Linked DNA regions of Cricetulus griseus: region 2 is linked to region 1. Evidence: chromatin contacts called from public Hi-C data. All regions are on one chromosome and are shown on one strand. Each heading gives the region's core, a stretch centred on a gene start, on an enhancer-like site or on the middle of the called end of the contact. The rest is flanking DNA. Distances are from core to core; before and after follow the strand shown.

Evidence for each region. A called contact is a pair of places that touch in the nucleus more often than the background predicts.
Region 2: a Hi-C map of liver shows a contact between it and region 1, with 2.4 times the contacts expected there. The contact joins two enhancer-like sites. A contact is called at or near these places in 4 of 8 Hi-C or Micro-C datasets (the CHL-YN cell line, the CHO-K1 cell line, fibroblasts and 1 more).

Annotation. Positions count from the first base shown.
Region 1 is chr4:147,342,151-147,346,761 of CriGri-PICRH-1.0, reverse strand. The region is part of intron 3 of Kirrel3 (kin of IRRE-like protein 3); the gene reads right to left. Among named protein-coding and RNA genes, the nearest start is that of St3gal4, 65 kb to the left of the region's middle. Within about 2 kb of position 2,716, at least 2 of the 6 cell types and tissues checked have open chromatin away from gene starts, as enhancers often do.
Region 2 is chr4:147,378,622-147,383,179 of CriGri-PICRH-1.0, reverse strand. It overlaps Kirrel3 (kin of IRRE-like protein 3), which reads right to left. Exons shown (of 13, transcript XM_035443560.1): 11 at 3,349-3,547. Among named protein-coding and RNA genes, the nearest start is that of St3gal4, 29 kb to the left of the region's middle. Within about 2 kb of position 2,874, at least 1 of the 6 cell types and tissues checked has open chromatin away from gene starts, as enhancers often do.

The DNA.
Region 1 (4,611 bases), core at 1,467-3,966:
CCCCCAGGATGTGGAAGAGTAACCATGTTTGGGTACCAGATTTCCTCTGTGCTTTTGGTTTAGGTGCATAGAGCTGCTCTGTATTCTGATCAAGGTGTGTGTGTGTGTGTGTGTGTGTGTGTGTGTGTTCTTCCTAGAAGCTCATACCAGAGGCCCTATACCTCCCTTCTCTCTTGCTTCACCAGTGTTGTGCTAGAGGAGATTGCTTTAGTAGGATTGGGGATGAGGGGAGCTGGGAGGGGAGAGGGGCTGTGTTGTGGGAGTTCTTAGGCATGCACACACATTCACACACACAAACATCCACCCTCAGAATGGGTCCTGATTACATCTTCCCAAATAAGTGGTTATCATGCTGGTTATTCATGTAGCCTTGCATTATTGATTGGCCTTCGCCTCGCTGAACACCAGATGGGGGTGGGAGGGGTGGGTGGGGGCAGGGTGGGTGGGGTGGGGTGGGTTAGGAGGGAGGATGTTTGGGGGCCATCGGCTGAATAGAAATCAACACTCGTTCTTGGCAGATGTAGCTCAGCTGGGAGGGGTGTGTGTGTGTGTGTGTGTGTGTGTGTGTGTGTGTGTGTGTACTCATTACCTCTCCATTCAGATGGGGGTACATTGCGAGGGCCATGTGGGGAAGGGAGGAAGTCTCAGAGAAGCCCAGGCCTGGAGATGCATTATTCATACATTCCCTCACAGGATTGGTTATTATCCTGAACCACTATGGAGTTTGGTCTCCTAATTTTTAATCACAAGGAAGGTGGAAGTGTTAGCCTTTTTGTGATTAATCTGGAGATAAAAATAGTTGACTGTTTTGGTGTCGCTCTTGTTGTCAGTCAGGAACTAAATTTGCATTAACTGTTGGGGGACTGAAGCCTGGGGAAGACCCAGTGGAGCCTAGGCAGTCTCTGATTTTGACCCTGCTACAAGCAGGGCCAGCCAGGGTGAATATATCTCACCCAGCTGGCTTGAACAGAGGGGAGCGGACCCTCCCGGTACTGGTCCCCACCACAGGGGTCGTGGATCTTTGTCCTTGACCTTCCTGTCACCCAGGGTTTGGGTAGCACCTAGGGTCTCTCTCCCTGCTGTGCCCTTTTTCTTGTACCCGCCCTGTAGTGGACAGTATGGGGTACCCATCTCTCTCTGTGTGGGTGGGGAGCCTCTGAAAATCCTCCCTGAACTCTGATGTGGAGAACAAGGGGGTCTCATTGGAGGGTGGGGAGACAATACAGTCTAATTCTATTGAAAAAAGAAAGAGGCTGGCCCAAAGATACCGGGGAGGAAACAAGGGAGGGAAGGAGTGGATTTGGAAGGCACAGCTAGGGAGGTAAAGCTTTATTTGTTAATAAATTAAACCTCCCCCACCCCCTTCAACAGGATTCTGCATCTAGAAGCTGTTGGGAAACACCACTGAGCCTTAAGTTCTCCCTGGGATGGCCATGAACTTTGAGCTGGAGCTCATGGCCAAGGTTTCTTTTTTTGCACATCAGCTAGATGGAAGGCTGCCTGGGGCTGGGGCTGGAGGACTGTTGCCCCATTCTGGAGCTGCTGTCATCTCACTGCATTGCTATTCAGTGATCATACAGGGCTAAGATCACTTGACTCATTGGCCAAACCCTAAGAACAGCCCAGGTACACTCTTGGACAATGCTGAGGATGTTTTCTCCAGAGTCCATTGGTCACCCAAGAGGGTTCCTGGCTGGGTTTCCAGGAATTCCTCAGATACTATATCAACCCAGATGGTTGGCTCCACAGATGGCCATCTGAGCACAACTGCCTTGTGAGTCAGCAGCATCCACACAGAAGGTTCTGTGTGGCAGCTGGAAGGGTGGGAGGCCAGCCAGCCACTCTTCCTGCCTTCAGCCAGCATGGGGGAACTCACAGAACTTAGGCTTTGGGGGACAGAGCTGGCCTTTAACATATCAGCAGTGAATTCTCCATTCTATAGTGGACTGGTCTAGGAAACACTTGAGTGGGTTGTGTTCCTCTTTTGCCCCGGATCCCCTGGAGCTCCCCACTGTACTTGAAACATGACTTGAACTCAAGAGTTGCCCACAAACACCTTTACCATCTTCCCTGGGTCCTTGAGACACCAGTCTGCCCATCTTCCTTCTTCTCCAGGTCCTGGCTCATCAGCCCCTTTGCCTAAGGGTCCCTGAGGGTGCCATTACATTACCTCCTCAGAGAGGCTTGACCTGTCCACCCATGGCTTTCCATTATACTTCTCATTTTATGTTCTTCATGACTGGAGAGCAAAGAATGACCTTGTCTGTTGTGGCCCTCCTGGCATTGGGCCTAAGTTGGTACCCAACTCATGGAGAGCCTGCGATATACATTTGTTGAATATGTAATGAAAGATCTTCTTGAGAGGAAGCAAAGACATTGGTTTTTGAGGTCCATGTTTTTATAGCCTCTGTCCTTTCCCTTCTTTTCCTCCCTCCATGAGCCTCCCTCCCCAGTGTGTGTTTCTGTGTGTGCATGTTCATTAAGGGTACACTTGGGGAGTGGTGATCAAAGTCCTTCCTTGGTCTGACTGGGCAGCTATGGAAGAACTTCTGGCATAAAATTCCTAGGAAGGGAGATGGAGCTGGGGAGGCTTAAAATTAGAAGTGGTTTTTAGTCTGTCTCCTTGGGGCATGAGCCATCTTAGCAGAGGAGGGGCAGCAACCTGATTTGCCTCATGCACAGGCTTGAGAGAAGGGCTCAGGGTAAGCTCGATGACATTTGACTGAGAGAGTATAGGTTTGCTGGCACTTTGTACTTCCTGTTTCGGGGGTTACCCCAGCCTATGCTTCAGCAGCTCTGGGGAAGGATAGGGAAACAGCTTGGGTCTGGGCCTTGAGTCTCAGTGTTGACTAGAGTTGGACAAGGGCAGCTGAGGTTTCTGGGGTCAATTGTCACATCTTCAGAGTCTTCTTCATTTTACTCAGCTACAGCCTTGCTGCTTCCCCTCCTTGGTGTCATGAACTGTGGATCTTATGGTGTGCAATGCCAGACATGGCTCCTCTCTTGGCACTGACAGTGAGACTCCAGTTACCTCCAGAGGCTACATTTCACTCGTGAGCTTGGTAAAGACCCAGGACATTGTGCGTGTCCATGTTCGAGGAGCCCTGCTCTGGGGGTCTGCCAGAAGAAATTACAGCCTAATGGGTGCAAATAGGAGGACTAGACAATGATGGTGGTTTGGGGGCTCTCGGTCTCGCTATTGGCTTCATTCTTTCTTAGCTCAGATTGGAGGACAGGCAGACTGTTCGCTGTCCATTAAGTCAGAGGACAGTGTTTTAGAGAAGGTCCCCTGCAAATTTCAGGTCTTTAACTGGGGAGGCAGGGGTTCTCCAACCTGACTTCCTTTCAGGTTGTGCTTACCCAACCTTTGAGACCAACTAAGAGGTCACCTTCTTCAAGTAATCTTTCAAAGTCTTCCAGCTGGGCCAAGCCACTTCTGCCTCTATTCTGTAGTATTTCAGGCATCTTCCTATATCAAACTCTATCATGTCCTATGGAGTATCTTTTGCCTTTTCTCCTTGCCTCCATGGTAACTTCCCTAGTCCTGGATCCTCTGCACCCAGAACAGCACATGTAACACAGGACACACTGTGGCATGTGTATTTGCCTGGCTGAACTTGGCAAAGACTCACCATTTTATGAGGCTTTTTTTTTATTATTATTACAGACAAGTTAAACAACCTGATAAATTGAGCCCTCTTATCTGAGAAGTGGGGTAATAAAATACTTATCACGTGGGGTTATTAAGATTAGGTTTATGTTATGAATGAGGCGAGGGCTTTTAAGAGCTACCAGATTATGCCACGTTTGCTTAGTGGTTATGAGAAAGGCATTGGCTATGTCAACTGTTTTTTTGTTTTATTGTCAATGCCCTTTGAAGCAGGATCTACTAAGACCTCTTTTTTACAGGTGAGGAATCTGAGTTCATGAGGAAAACTGCTTAGGTAAAATCTGCCGAAGGTAACCGAATCAGAATGCAGACTGAGGCTTAGTGGATACTGACATGTAGTCTCTAAAGTTCGAGTCTCTCACAGATCGCCCCTGCAGCTTGGCAGCCCTGCTCACCAGCCTTCTGCCCTCCTGCCCTCATCTTGACCCTGTAATTCCCAGGTATCTTTGGCCTCTGCTTGCAGGGTGTTCAGAGAGACGTGGGGATGGGGGTGGCGGGGGCAGTGAGGTGGTGATTGCAGCCTTTCTTGCTGCTTTCCTTCAACCTGGATTTTGGAGACCTCCAGAAAGCACAGACCAGGCCAGGCCTATGGATGGTGCCTTAGTGACATCTGCTAAGGGAATGGATGCAGATTTCTGCAGGTCAGATCCACTGATTGCTCACTTTTGTGGTTTTCCCTTCTCAGTTTCTGAGCCATGTGCAATGCCAGCTGCAAGTTTCCTCAATTATACAGAAGCGCCACCTATTGGCCAACATTCATAATTGCAGGCTATTAAGAGCCTGGACCTGGTTCACCCGGTGGGCTTCTACTGCTATCCAAAGAAACACCTAGAAAATTTGTATGGAGAACCTACTTACTAGGTGCTAAGCCCTGTTCTAAACATCAGGGATACAAGCCAGTGATCCTGGTGGGAGAATTATAAAATAAATAAAAACTCTAA
Region 2 (4,558 bases), core at 1,625-4,124, 36 kb before region 1:
CTTGGACTAGAGCCAGGGGCCCAGCTCTCATCAAGGATTTGTTCCATTTGCTTTGTGTGAGGATCCTAACTGAGAGGAAATCCCTCTGAATGCCTGAGCTGTTTCCCCACCCACATTCATCGGTGTGGCTGCTTGGATGACCCGCAGAGGGCGAGGTGTTTGTTCTGGAGCTGTGGCCAGATCATCATTGTTCTCTTTTTTCCTGCAGTTTTGGGAATGAAACTCAGGGTTTCATGCATACTAAGTGAGTGCTATGCTACCTTGACCCCCCCCTCTTTACTAAAGAGAGATAGACCCTGGCATTCTGCTCCCTGAGTTGTTGCTTTGATGTGGGTGGGCACCCTCTAGACATACCTGGTTTCTCACCACCCCAGGGTTCACACTGGACTCTTTTGTTACCTACCTACCAGTGACCAAGACTACTGCAGAGGTGACAGAAGGTGACCAAGAGGAGGTAAGAATGGCACATCTCAAGGGTTTAAAGGGGAGGTGTTGGGCTTGGGCTTAGAAATCAGGGCTGCGGAAAAAAAGATGTGATCTCAGCCAAGCTGCCTTTGACAAACAGATGTTTCCTGGTTAAATCTTGTTGGTTCTGTGGTTTGAATTTCTTTGTTTTGTGTTGGATCTAGCACTCTTAGGATTCCTAGTAAGTTTCCTAGGTTAAACTTAGGAGTATCTCAGCTCATCTCGGGGCCAATGCATGCTCCCTTAAAATCCCCAGGTTTCAACTTTTCATCCATAACTCAGAGAGCTGAGGCAACAGAATGATGGTCAAACCTGACTTGTGCCCTCTAAGTCCACATTTTCTTGAGCTGTTAACAGCAGGGGGTGGGTGCATCTTGGGTAGGCAGTGGCAGAGGAGAAGTGATCTGTCAAGGCAGTTAGCCCCCTGGTGGCATCCCTTACCAAGTCCCAGTATGTCTCCTCCTTTGCTACCCTCTCAGTTTGACTTTCGCCATCTTAGCTACTTCTTTCTGGACAGAACATTCCTTTGGGAGGGACTGGGGAGGGGTTCTCTTGCTTGGTCCTTTCCATCTAAGGAAGGGGATGGGAATGAGGGGTCTTAGCCACTGAAGGAGGAAGGAGTATGAAACAGGGACAGGAGAGGGCCAGCACCTCCACAGGACCTGGACTTCTAGAGAGTCCAGAGACTCTCTAGAAAGTGGCAGATAATTACATGCTGCCTCTAGATGGGTCACAGGGGCCTCTGTGGGATGCTTGTGATCTAGATTGGTACTCTGAGAAGAGCGTGTGTGTCCAGGGAGTGGGGGATGCAGGCTCCATATGTAGCTAATTAAAGGAGTGGCATAGGCCAGACAACCAGTGGGGACAGAGAACTGAGATAGAGGAACCTTATGCCTTTGGCCAGCCCTGAGGAGTAGGATTCACCAAGTCCTGCTGTTCTCCTCTAGTGTCCTGCCTGGGGATGCAGAGGGGATGGTTGTCTAGATGGAGCAAATCAACCCATGAGCTTGATGACCACTTTGCTGCGGGAGCCCTGAAGGGGCAGTGTCCAGCAGCCTTGGCTTGATGATGAGATGAAGCATCCATAAGGGATACAGGGAGCAGGGAAGGTGGTGAGCCAGCAAGCATGGATGAAATAGGCCACAGGCCCCTGGGGAGCGATGTTGAGCTGGTGATGGTGCCGAGGAGCAGAGTCAGGGAGGGCCTGGAAGTAGAGGGAGGCCAGGGAAGGGATGGGAACCAGGACTTTTGAGGACAAGGGGTGGGAGAGGAGCAAGAGCTGTGTCCTGAGGAGGAAGGAGCCCTGGGCTTCTCTGGTATCAGGCAGGTGTTTGGGGTCCCTGGACGCCAGCTTCTGGGAGCCCCTCTCCCACTGCTCTGACTTCACTAAGCCCTTGGCCTGGGGAGGACAGAGAACTTAGCAGCCTCCCTGCCCCATTTTGAGCCCCTCCCCTACTAGCCAAGAGTCCCTCCCTCCATCCCGGGCAGTTCTCATCTGCTCCTTCCGTACCTGCTTCCAGCCCGGCTCCCGACTTCATTTCCGAACCTGTTTGGAAATAAAGCAAGCGTCCACAGCCAGGGCCTCGCTGGCCAGGGTGGGGTGGGACAGGGAATTGGTCACCTGGAGGGGTGAAGGGGAGATTCCCTCCTCTGTCATGTCTCTGGGGCCGTCGCATAGATCCAGGTTCCCCCAACTGAACTTGAGTTCATCCAGCCTGACTTGGCCCTCCGGAACAGGGGTAGGGACAGAGAAAAGCCAAACCTGGAGGGGAGATTCTAGGGGTGGGTGAGACTACTAAAGGAGGGCACAGGGGTAAGGGCACCAAGGGGAAGACAAAGAGGGTAGGCAACAGGGGACCAGGGAGGTTTGGATGATGTGTGGATGGTATTATGCAAATTATATGCAAAGCGCTATGCAAAGCAGCACCTATTAGGAAGAGGTGTTTGAAGACACTGAGACATTTGATATGTAGGTGTGAGCATGGCCACCTCATGACTGACTTTACTGGCTGGGCTTCTAACCTCTGATTTAGAGGCCCAGGCCTGCTAAACACCACCCCTGAACCCCAGGGCTGGTCACTGATTGGCAGAGGGAAGATCTGCAGCCCATTTTGGGACCTAATGTGCTGCTGCTATGTGTTGAGTGAACTTCTCTGACCTGGCTCTCTCATCTTCCTGGGACTTTCCCTTTGCTAGTCTGAGCCAGAGAACTTTAACTAAATGGAGACTGGAGTTCTAGTGTTTGTTCTGAGACGAGGGCTTGCTGTCTGTTCTTGAATGTGTGGGCTCAAGTGATCCTGTGACCTCAATGTACCATGTAACTGAGAGTTCAGGCACACACCACCATGAGCAGCAGAAGACCAAATTCCTAGCTAAGATCAGGAACTAAGCAATGGGCATATGGGGTCATAGTGATGGGTCATGGTGAGGTAAGCTTACTTCCTCTTTCCTCCTCTCTCAAAATCCAGCTGCTCTGTGCTCCAGAACTAGCCAGTGTCTCTTCTAGGGTACAGTGGTCCAGGTGTCTCCTGGGGGTTGCAAGAGCTCTGAGCCCAGCCCCACCCCCTCACATTAGCAGTGCTGCCCTTCAGCTTTAGCTTTGTCCCATGCTTGGGCAGAATGTGTGGAAGCCAGGGCCTTTGGAAGCCATTGAGTGTTTATCACCACCATGATCCCAGCTTAACTCTGTGGTCTCCCTTTCCTGAACAGCCCCAGAGGCCACCACTCAGAGTAGTTTTTGTTCCCTGGCTGGGGCCAATGCCCCTTGCTGCAGAAGGTAGCTATGTGAGGCTGTGTGGCATTTAGGAAGAGCACTATGCCTCACCCTTGGATCTGGATCTGGCCTGCTTTCCCTGGTCCCCTGGGCACTCTGGAAGTTCTCACCTTGTTCCTTGAGTCGGATGATCTCTGTGTCAGAGCCGAAGCTGTTCCAGGCTGTACAGTTGTAGATGGTCTGGAAGTCAGCACGCACAATGTTGCTAATGGTCAGCGTGGAGATAACGCCCTCCTCGGTGCTCACTGTCTCCACTGTGTAGCGCCCTGATGTCCCTGATTCCAGCACATTCTCCTTCCAGGACCAGGCCTGCCGGATTGTGCAGGGTTAGGGGTGTCCACATGAGAACCATGGTGTCACCACTCCAAGATGCTGACTTAACTATATGCTCACGTTAACAGTCACTGCCACACACCACCAACCTAAACACACATCACAAATATAAACAACCCACACAAACACATTATTCTACAGGTACATAGACACCATATAAAACACATGACCAGTATGTGTTCACACTGATAAGTGTGCATGCACATACCTCACATGACAAACACACACACATATGCACATTATAAAACACATGTAAATACTCAACACACACACATCAACAAGTACAAACATGGTACGTATACATACTATACCATATACTATGAAGATAAACATGCACGCACATAAGCACATACACCACAAATACTTCTGTACACATGCACACTACACCAGCCACATACTCAGAGGGACTCATACACCATATCACATCATAATGGACATGTGTATATGTACTACACACAGTCCACAGAAATATGCATCACACCATATAAACATATGCCACACCACATATGCTCACCATACCATATCACATACACATATACAAACATTCATATGTTTACATACACACATCACAAACCACATATACCTCAAATACGTCTACATATGCACACACCATGACACGAGATAGCATATCAGACACTGTGCAATCATACCATATCACACATACCAAGGATTCATGTTAATACAAATGCACATACACTCCAACATATACACACACCATTGCACACGCGCATCACAATGCCACATGTATACATGCATCACAGCATACAACACATCTCTCTGTCACACACAGAGCGCAGATATGCACCTTCTACTGACCGTGCGCATGTATACCCACACAGGCTGGGGGCACCTCAGAGGATATTTCTTTCCCTGAAGAGTACCCTGTGTGGCTCTGCATTGGGAACATTTTCTAGGCCAAGAGGGACCTTCTGTTGCAGCAATGTCGCCCCCCACATGGCCACCTGTCTGGGCTTCCTCGACAATACT